Linked DNA regions of Rattus norvegicus: region 1 is linked to region 2. The links are chromatin contacts, called in public Hi-C maps. All regions are on one chromosome and are shown on one strand. Each heading gives the region's core, a stretch centred on a gene start, on an enhancer-like site or on the middle of the called end of the contact. The rest is flanking DNA. Distances are from core to core; before and after follow the strand shown. Region 1 overlaps Tpi1l2 (triosephosphate isomerase 1 like 2). Region 2 has its middle 97 kb from the start of Rreb1.

What was found. Hi-C and Micro-C count contacts between places; a contact is called where the count stands out from the background.
Region 1: a Hi-C map of liver shows a contact between it and region 2, with 4 times the contacts expected there. The contact joins two enhancer-like sites. A contact is called at or near these places in 3 of 12 Hi-C or Micro-C datasets (kidney and liver).

What each region holds. Positions count from the first base shown.
Region 1 is chr17:27,501,595-27,505,413 of GRCr8, reverse strand. The region is part of intron 1 of Tpi1l2 (triosephosphate isomerase 1 like 2); the gene reads left to right. Among named protein-coding and RNA genes, the nearest start is that of Ly86, 190 kb to the left of the region's middle. Within about 2 kb of position 1,598, at least 5 of the 93 cell types and tissues checked have an H3K27ac peak or open chromatin away from gene starts, as enhancers often do. A contact at or near this core is called in liver, where this site is marked.
Region 2 is chr17:27,302,550-27,306,975 of GRCr8, reverse strand. No RefSeq gene overlaps it. Among named protein-coding and RNA genes, the nearest start is that of Rreb1, 97 kb to the right of the region's middle. Within about 2 kb of position 2,560, at least 4 of the 93 cell types and tissues checked have an H3K27ac peak or open chromatin away from gene starts, as enhancers often do. A contact at or near this core is called in liver, where this site is marked.

The DNA.
Region 1 (3,819 bases), core at 349-2,848, 200 kb before region 2:
GCTGCTTGTTTACATCATGCCCAAACTACTGGGTACTCTGTGAGTTTTTCTTCCTCTCTAAAACATAGCCACAAAGAGCGAGCCTGGAGTGTGGACAGTTTACTTCAAAAGGCAGAGAAGAAGCAGTTGAAGTGCTAGCCACAGGAGCCTTTCAAACATCTATTGTATTCTTACCATTCTCTGGTGGGGGCCACCTATAGAATTAGTTTCACTTACATTGTGATCCTAAGCACTAAGTCTTGCCACTAACCCTTTACTGTGCCTTTCGGACCACCCACTGTGATCCTAGCACCCCCACCCCGGGGTTTCTGAGAGCCAATGATTTAAGACTACAAATGATTCACAAAGCCTTAGCTCTTTTCCCAGAAGAAACATTCTGTCCCTTTGGTTCTTGCTTTTGATCTGCTTGCTAATGTATAATAGCATCTAGCCCACCTGTGTATCCACCCTTCACGTGAGAAGGGAAATTCTAACCTTGCATGCCCTTGCTTTCTTAAGACAAGAAAAAGAAAGAAAACGTGTTCCCCTAAGGAAAAGCTGACAAGGTTATGGTTAAAAAAAACAAAAACAAAAACAAAAAACTTGACACTTGGATGTACAGGGACTCAATGGATAGAAATTGACTTTTGCCATGTCTCTTTCTCTGATACCATGATGCCCAGTGACCTGTCCAAATCTATTTCAGTGTCACCCCATTGGAAGTACACAATGAGAGTTTCTAACTCAACTCCATTTCAGCCTTCACGTGTTAGAGTAAGGTAGTGTGTTAGTGTTCCATCGCTATGACAAAATGTCTGATACAAACAACTTAAAAGGAAGAAAGGTTAATTCTCGATCACAGTTTTGGGAATTACAATCCTTGCTTACCTGACCCTGCTGCCTGTAAAGAGGCAGCACATCGTGCTAGCAGCCCATCACGCTACGGTAGAAGTAGTTTCTACCCTGTGATGACCGGGAGGCAAGCACTTCCTGGACAGCTGCCTGATTAGGTCAAGGTAAAGGTCAGCTCCCTACTCATGGCAGCCACTGATCGCATTGCGTGTGGTGTTTGTACAAATGATTGTGTGCTTCCTCAAATGTCAATGTTAAGAACTATTCCAACAATGGCTGAAATCATGAGGGAGACTGTGGCGAAAGGGATGTTGTAGCTGGAGCAACAGAGTGGGCTCAGTTCCAACTATAATGACGGCAGCTGGAACCAAGAAGCAGGTGAAAGAAGAACAGCAGGAAAATTACTAGGTGAATGTAACAGGGCCGGGGGATTCCCGCCAGAGCAGTGATGCAGATGTGGCTGCAGTGGAGACCAACATCAAGACCTTTCAACAAGGTTCAGAGGAAGCTGGCTGTCGTGTGAGAAAGGAAAAGGGTGTTTGTTGGTAGCTGTAGTGAACAGGAAGATGGAGTTGATGTTATCACTGCTGGGCTAAAATCTCTCCTAACAGATACCAAGGTTGTCTCACAGAAAGCAGGATTGCCCAATGGCTGACAGCGTGGCCTTTGAGACTTCTAAGTAAACACTGCACATGAACCATCAGAGTCAGAGAGCAAGGGTGATGCTCTGGGGAACATTAACTCCCTAGACAGACAGACAGACATAGTCCACAGTAAAGGTAAATAAAAGCGAGGGAACAGAGACAGGCACACAAAGCACAGAGAGTTGGGTAGGCATCTCTGCTCCACTCCCTCAACCTGCTGCAAATATTTTACCAACCAGCAAAAATGTGGAGGACCACTCCCTCCTGCTCCTCCCTCCTCACACTAACTGAAGAGAGACAGAAAGTTAGGAAGATCTTGGCCTGCACAGTATCCATCCCTGGACATTCCCTCCCAGTCACATAACTTTATGGTGCTTAAAAGATGTCGCAAGAGAATACTGTGGTTCTCCAAGAGGGTGCCAAGCAAAATGAGTCTCTCTCATCAAGTTGCAGATGGAATCTTCTCTTGTGTGGCCTCCAGAGCAGAGGGGACTCCAGCCCAACTCAGGAGCACTGAGAGCCTTGCTCCTCTGTGAAGAGGTGGGCGTGACAGAGACCTGGACCTGGAGTCCAAAGCAAATAGAAGGGGGCAGTGGAACACGGACCTATAACCCGTCATGGCAGCGGCTGTCCTGTCTACCTGAGGCCCTCTACTGTGTCCTCTCATAGACATCCAACAATCCAAAAGGGTTAACATGCTGTCATGGAGTGTAAAATGTCCCTCCACAGACTTGGGGGATGAGAACAAGTGACAGGATCCTGAGGGCTCTGAGCTAATCAGTGGACTAACCCCTTGATGGATTCATAATTTGGAAGCATGCCTTGGAGATGCTAAAAAGTAGGGGCTGCCACCAGCCAGAGTATCAGGTCGCTGTGGGTGACTCCTCCTCAGCGTTGTATCTTGCTATGGTCCTTCCTGTATCCATTTCTCAGCTTCTGCCATGGAGATGCTTCTTCATCCCACACTTCCACCATCAGGACGTTCTGCCAAGAGAATGGGGCCAAGCAGCCACAGACCGACGCCTTCGAAACTGTGAGCCAAAGCGAATCTTCCCTTAAGTTCTTTATGTGGGGCACTTTGTCATCACCACAAGAACAACGTCTAACAGCTCCTCCTGGACCCCACAGCCCTTTCAGCCAGCATTAACTGATTGACTGATGTTCCCATCACCCTCTTACAGGCCTATTTCACACTGTAATATTGCTGTTAGCATTGTAGGTCCCTCGTTAGACAGAAATAATATCAGAATCCTATGTTCCCTACACATAATGCAAATGAACTCTCCCTCTCTTCCCACTTCTCACAGGAGCTTGCACACACACTCACGCACGCACACACACACATTCATACACACACCACATGCACACACACATACATACACACACATATACACACATGCACACACACATGCATGCACGCACACACACACACGCACACACACACACCACTACACTATTAGAGACTCATTGCTGTCCTTCCCAAGAAAGGATATTCACTTCCCACTGACTCTCAACAGATCCAATTCTGAAATACGAACACTGTGAATGTTGGATCAGTCCAGATTCTATTATGGCTAGAGGAACAATTGTGGATCTATTTCTAAAAATTTCCCAGTCCATTTTGAAAATAAAATTTGCATTTAAAAAATCAGAGTAGAGCGCTGGAAGGCTGGCTCAGCAGTCAGATGTGCTCACTGCTCTTGCCGAGGACCTGAGTTCAGTCCCTGGCACCCACATGTGACTCACAACCATCTGTAACTCCAGTTCCAGGGGATCTGACACCCTCTTCTGACTTCCACAGGTATCGAGTACACACATGGTAGACATATATAGATACTGGCAAAACACTCATGTGCATAAATAAACAGAGCAAAAAAAAAAAAGCAAATAAAATAAAATAAATCGAAGCAGGGACAGATGTAGCCCAGCAAAGTACATGCCCAGCACCTTCAGAACCTAGGCTCCATCCTTAACATTGTAAAAAAAATTTTTTCTAAATATTGAAATGAATCAGAAGCCAGGCATAGTGATACATGTCTTTAAACTTAGCAATTGGGAGGCAGAGACAGACAGTTTGAGGCCAGACCTGTCTATACAGTGAGCTTTAGGCTCCTCAAGGCTACATAGCAAGATCACATCTCAAAACAAGCAAACGAAGGAATCGAAGTAATCTTTTTGCATTTGGTGTCTTGCTTGATGACTGTATTATCTGCTATGAACATGTCTGCAATGATAGGCAACAGAATCCTGAAAATCAGAGTCACTAGAGAAATAGCAGCCACCTAGCTCGGTTAACCAGCAAGAACTTGTAACATAGGCACCGAGTCAGCTGGGGCAGGATTAG
Region 2 (4,426 bases), core at 1,311-3,810:
GTATAAGGGAAATAAACACCTGGGCCTAAAAAAAAAAAAAAAAAAAAATCTAAGAGCAGATTGAAAAACCTCTCCACAGACACACAGCCCATACCCTGAGAGTCAGCCATGGCATGCACAAGTTCTTCCCTGAAATCACAAACAGCATATTTTAAAGAGCAACTGTCTGCCACTGAATGTCTGAAGGAATGTTTATGAAATACTAATAGATAAATTGTATCCCTTAAGTTATTTCTGATCTCTCATGAAACTCAAAAACATGTATACCATATACTCAAAACTATCTGGGGGAAAAAAAAAACAAGATGGACCAAAGTTTTGAAAGTAGACTGCCTTGGAGATAAAACACTGGAACAGGAGTCTGAGGGACTGCATTCCAATCTGTGTGATATCAGGAACCATCTGAACTCCTCTGATCTTGTTCCCTCATATAAGATACTACTAATGCCATATCTGAAATGGCACCATACTCGTCAGAGCCATGATCAAACACTTTTCTACATGTGCACAGAGATCAAAGCTGAGAGAGACTACTGGTCTACCCATGGTCTTATGCTTGGAAGCACAGTGTTGGACATTGGCAGTCCTCACCCTTACCTGGAGGATTTGCCAAATACAACAAAGATATGATACACAGCAAGTTCCCTCTTGCTCACACTTTATTTAGGTTACCCTGTACCTGAACCTTATCTTTTCAGCCCACATAAGCCTATTGTGTTCGGCTCAACTATCAGAAGCCCCTGGACTGGTATCTGAGGGCAGAGACTAGTCACTGGTGTCTTCAGACTTTCCTTGTCTTGCAAGATGGTTCAGTGGGTAAAGGGACTTTCTACGCAAGCCCAATGCCTGAATTTGATCCCAGAACCTACGCAAAGGTTGAAAGAGAGAACTGACTCCGCAAAGTTGTTCTCTGACCTCCACACACATGTGCAAGGGCACATGTGAGCCTGTTTGATCACACATGCACACACGCACACACACACACACACACACACATGCACACACACACACACACATTTTATGTACTCTAAAAAAAATTATGTGTCAGTAATTTAATGGCTGATGTGTAGTGTTAAGAGATGGAAATACTCAGGTGTGTTCGGGTCATGAGTGCTCCGCACTATGAATATGTTACACCATTATAAAAAGAGCTAACATTGTCTCGTTTCTCTCTCTGCTCTTTGCATTTAGACACAGGATACCTCCCTGGTCCATGGAATCCAAGATACCCATCATTCCTCACAGGCTGCTGGCACCTAGACTCCAGAAATGTTTGGAAATTTTTTTATTCTTTACAAAGTACCCACTCTCAGATATTTTGTTATAGCAATAGAAGACAGGCTAAAACAATGTAGGAATCACTTGACATTCCGTGATGTTTGTCTGGGCATGGTGGCACATGCCTTGGATATCAGTAGTTGGGAAGCAGAGGCAGATGGATCCTTGTAAATTCAAGGGCAGCTTGATCTACACAGTGAGTTCCAGGCCAGCCAGGAAAAAAAAATTGAGGCCTGCTGAAAATATTTTTTTTCTTCATAATGCATTAAAATGTCCAAGCAGGGGACCTGCAGTACAGGTAAGTGGATGAATTCTGAACTCTGGAAGGATGCCTCATCCAGGGCTTCAACCACCACCACAACCCACCCACCCAAAGCCTTTATAATGCCTTTCCACTGCAGGAATTATGGCGGTAGCAGGAGGGCTGAGGACTGAAATCTCCCTTTTGTAGAACATAGACTAAGTACATTTAGAAATGTTCCTTTAAACTTCCTGATCTAACAAACTGACATTCTATTGTGTTATGAAATTATAAGAGACTAAGGAACTGCTAAACTAGAGGCATTCCCCATATAACCTAGAATCCAGAAGCCCTTGTCACAGGACCTAGTGAGAGGTCAGCTCTCCCTCTCATCTTGGAGAGCTGTGAGTCTCATATGTAAACATAAATACACTCTGCACACATGTGCATTTGTAGCCAGGGCAAAGAGCATGTTTTGTGTGCTGAGTGTCCCGGACTCTCTTGCCCTACAGGCTCAGGGTGGACTTTGTGCCTGGGTTATGAATTCTAACTGCGAGAAATCAAAAAAAGAGCTCACAGTTACTGAGTGCTCTCTGAAAGCCGGAATCTTTACATAAGTTATCTTCAGCACGCACACCGACTCTTCAAGCTCCGGAGAGAGGATTGTGTAACTCACCCAAGGTCACACAGCCAGCAAGTGACACACTCGAACTTCTGATTTTTCTGACCCCAGAGTTCAGGGTCTGTTCACTAGACCAGGAGCTGGCAAACTAAAATCTCTGGGCTAAGTTCTGTCTGACACTTTTTTCTCTACTATCTGTGAGAAAACAAAACAAACAAACAACATTCTATATTTTAAAAATAGAAATATTTAGAAAAAAAAGAAATAATTTATAACTTGCCTGTCCTTTTTTTTTTTTGTGTCAAAGTATCTGTCAATAAAGCTTTATTGAAACGTGGTCCTCTTGTTTGTTTACATATTGTCTGTGGTTACCTTTGTACTTTCATAGCCCCAACGGAAACTGTTGCAAAGTATGGCAAATTCTAGTGTGTTTTACTACCTGGACCTTTACAGAAAAGGCTTGCTGTGTTCAGCCCTAGACAGAGCACACCTCAAAGAGACCCACAGTGAGAAGCAGGACCCTCTCGGCTTCGCTCCAAGGAACCAGCAAATCAGGCTCTGGCAATCCCTCACACATGGTAGGGGTGCGTAGAGAACTTGAGTCTCACGGTCAAGATCAGCCTGGTCTATATAGTTAGCTCCAGGACCGTAGAGCTACACAAAGACCCTACCTCGAAAATCAATCAATCAATTAGTTAATTTAATTTAAAAAAGTTAAAATGCATTTGAGACCATTAAACATTTTGATGAGAGAGAAATAGCTGAAGAGAGCAACTGAGTAGCGAGCACTGAGGTGCTCTGCTGGGAAGAGAATTTACTGATTTGCTCTCTGATGGGCACAGACTCACAGGCAGGGTGGCTTCCACCTTAGAAATTTACTGTGTCCTAGTTTTTAAAGCCGGGGTGTTGGCGGGCTTGCTTCCCAGAAAACTCTAGACAGATAAATTGAATGAAGTTTTCTTGAGCAAAGAACCCTTCACAACTCAAGCAACAATCATGGCAGAGGATGCTGACAGAAATCTACTCAGCAAGCCGGGAACCTTTATGGCCCACAGGAGCAAGCTAGAGAAATCGCCCGATTGGCTGGCGACGCCAGGCGTTTGCTTTATTGGGGCGTGGTATGGGGCTGGATGCTTATGGTTGGTTGAAGTATAGCCATTTGTGTTTCCCCGAAGCTCAACTGTTTGTTGATGAAATTTACACTAAGTTGTGTTGTAGCTTCTTCCCTGGAGTGCCGTGATAGCCTCGGAACACTGGCCTGCTGCTGCGTGCTGTCCATGTCTTTCATCCCAGAGGAGGTAGGCAGGAGGCAGAGGCAGACAGATCTCTGAGTTCGAGGCCAGCCTGATTTACAGAGTGAGGTCCAGGACAGCCAGGGCTACACAGAGAAACACTGACTTGAGAAAACAAAACAACAATAGAAAAAAAAAGAAAAGAAAGGAAGAAAGACCAACAACTAACTCATCGAGGGCCTCCTTAGAAAACAGCTTAGTCACAGAAGACAACGGAGCGGTTGGGTGATAGCCTCCCTCTTGCTGACAATCATTTGAAAATCTAAACTAGTTATGGCAACTATGTTCCTAGAGAGCCCACTGAGGCCCAGGAAAGGCAGTGACCAAATCACCCACTGGCTGTATGGGAACCAGGACAGGAACCCAGAGAGATTAGTCTTTGCCTGGGACTTTCTCCACAGTACCTGTATCGCCCTGAGACGCCAAACTCAGCCTTTCAACACTAACTACAGGCTTCGAATCTAACCTTCCCTCAAAACCCCTGACCCACCTAAAGATCAGCAAGTCACCCCGTAATCTTTTCAGGAGGTCTGATGGCTGGGTAGCCTGTAATTTCCTCGACTCCCATCGCCCATTCCCACAAAGCACAGATGGGCTCTGGGCGGGACAATTGCTGGTATTTAGGAGGCTCTGGATTTGCTCGTTCGTCTGGGCCCACGGTTTTCCACAGCCACAGTTCACAGAGGGCTTTCTGGAGAGCCCTTGTTGAAGGACGTCAACTTGAGGGTTTTAAACAGCAGAGTTTTATTCCCCAACCCCTTTCCAAGCCCAGCCAGGATGTCCACAGGGGTCCTATGCATCTGAAAATGGAAAAGTCACTAAAAACCTTAACCAATCACATTTCCTTCAGCTTTCTGCCACGTACCACTTATGGCAAATAACAGAAGAAGCCCTTTTGCTTGCTACCTGTGAGGACCGCCTGAAAATGGTTTGCACAGATGACTGGTCAGCCTGAGCCACAGGGAGGCAAATGTAGGATGTTAATGTTGCCTT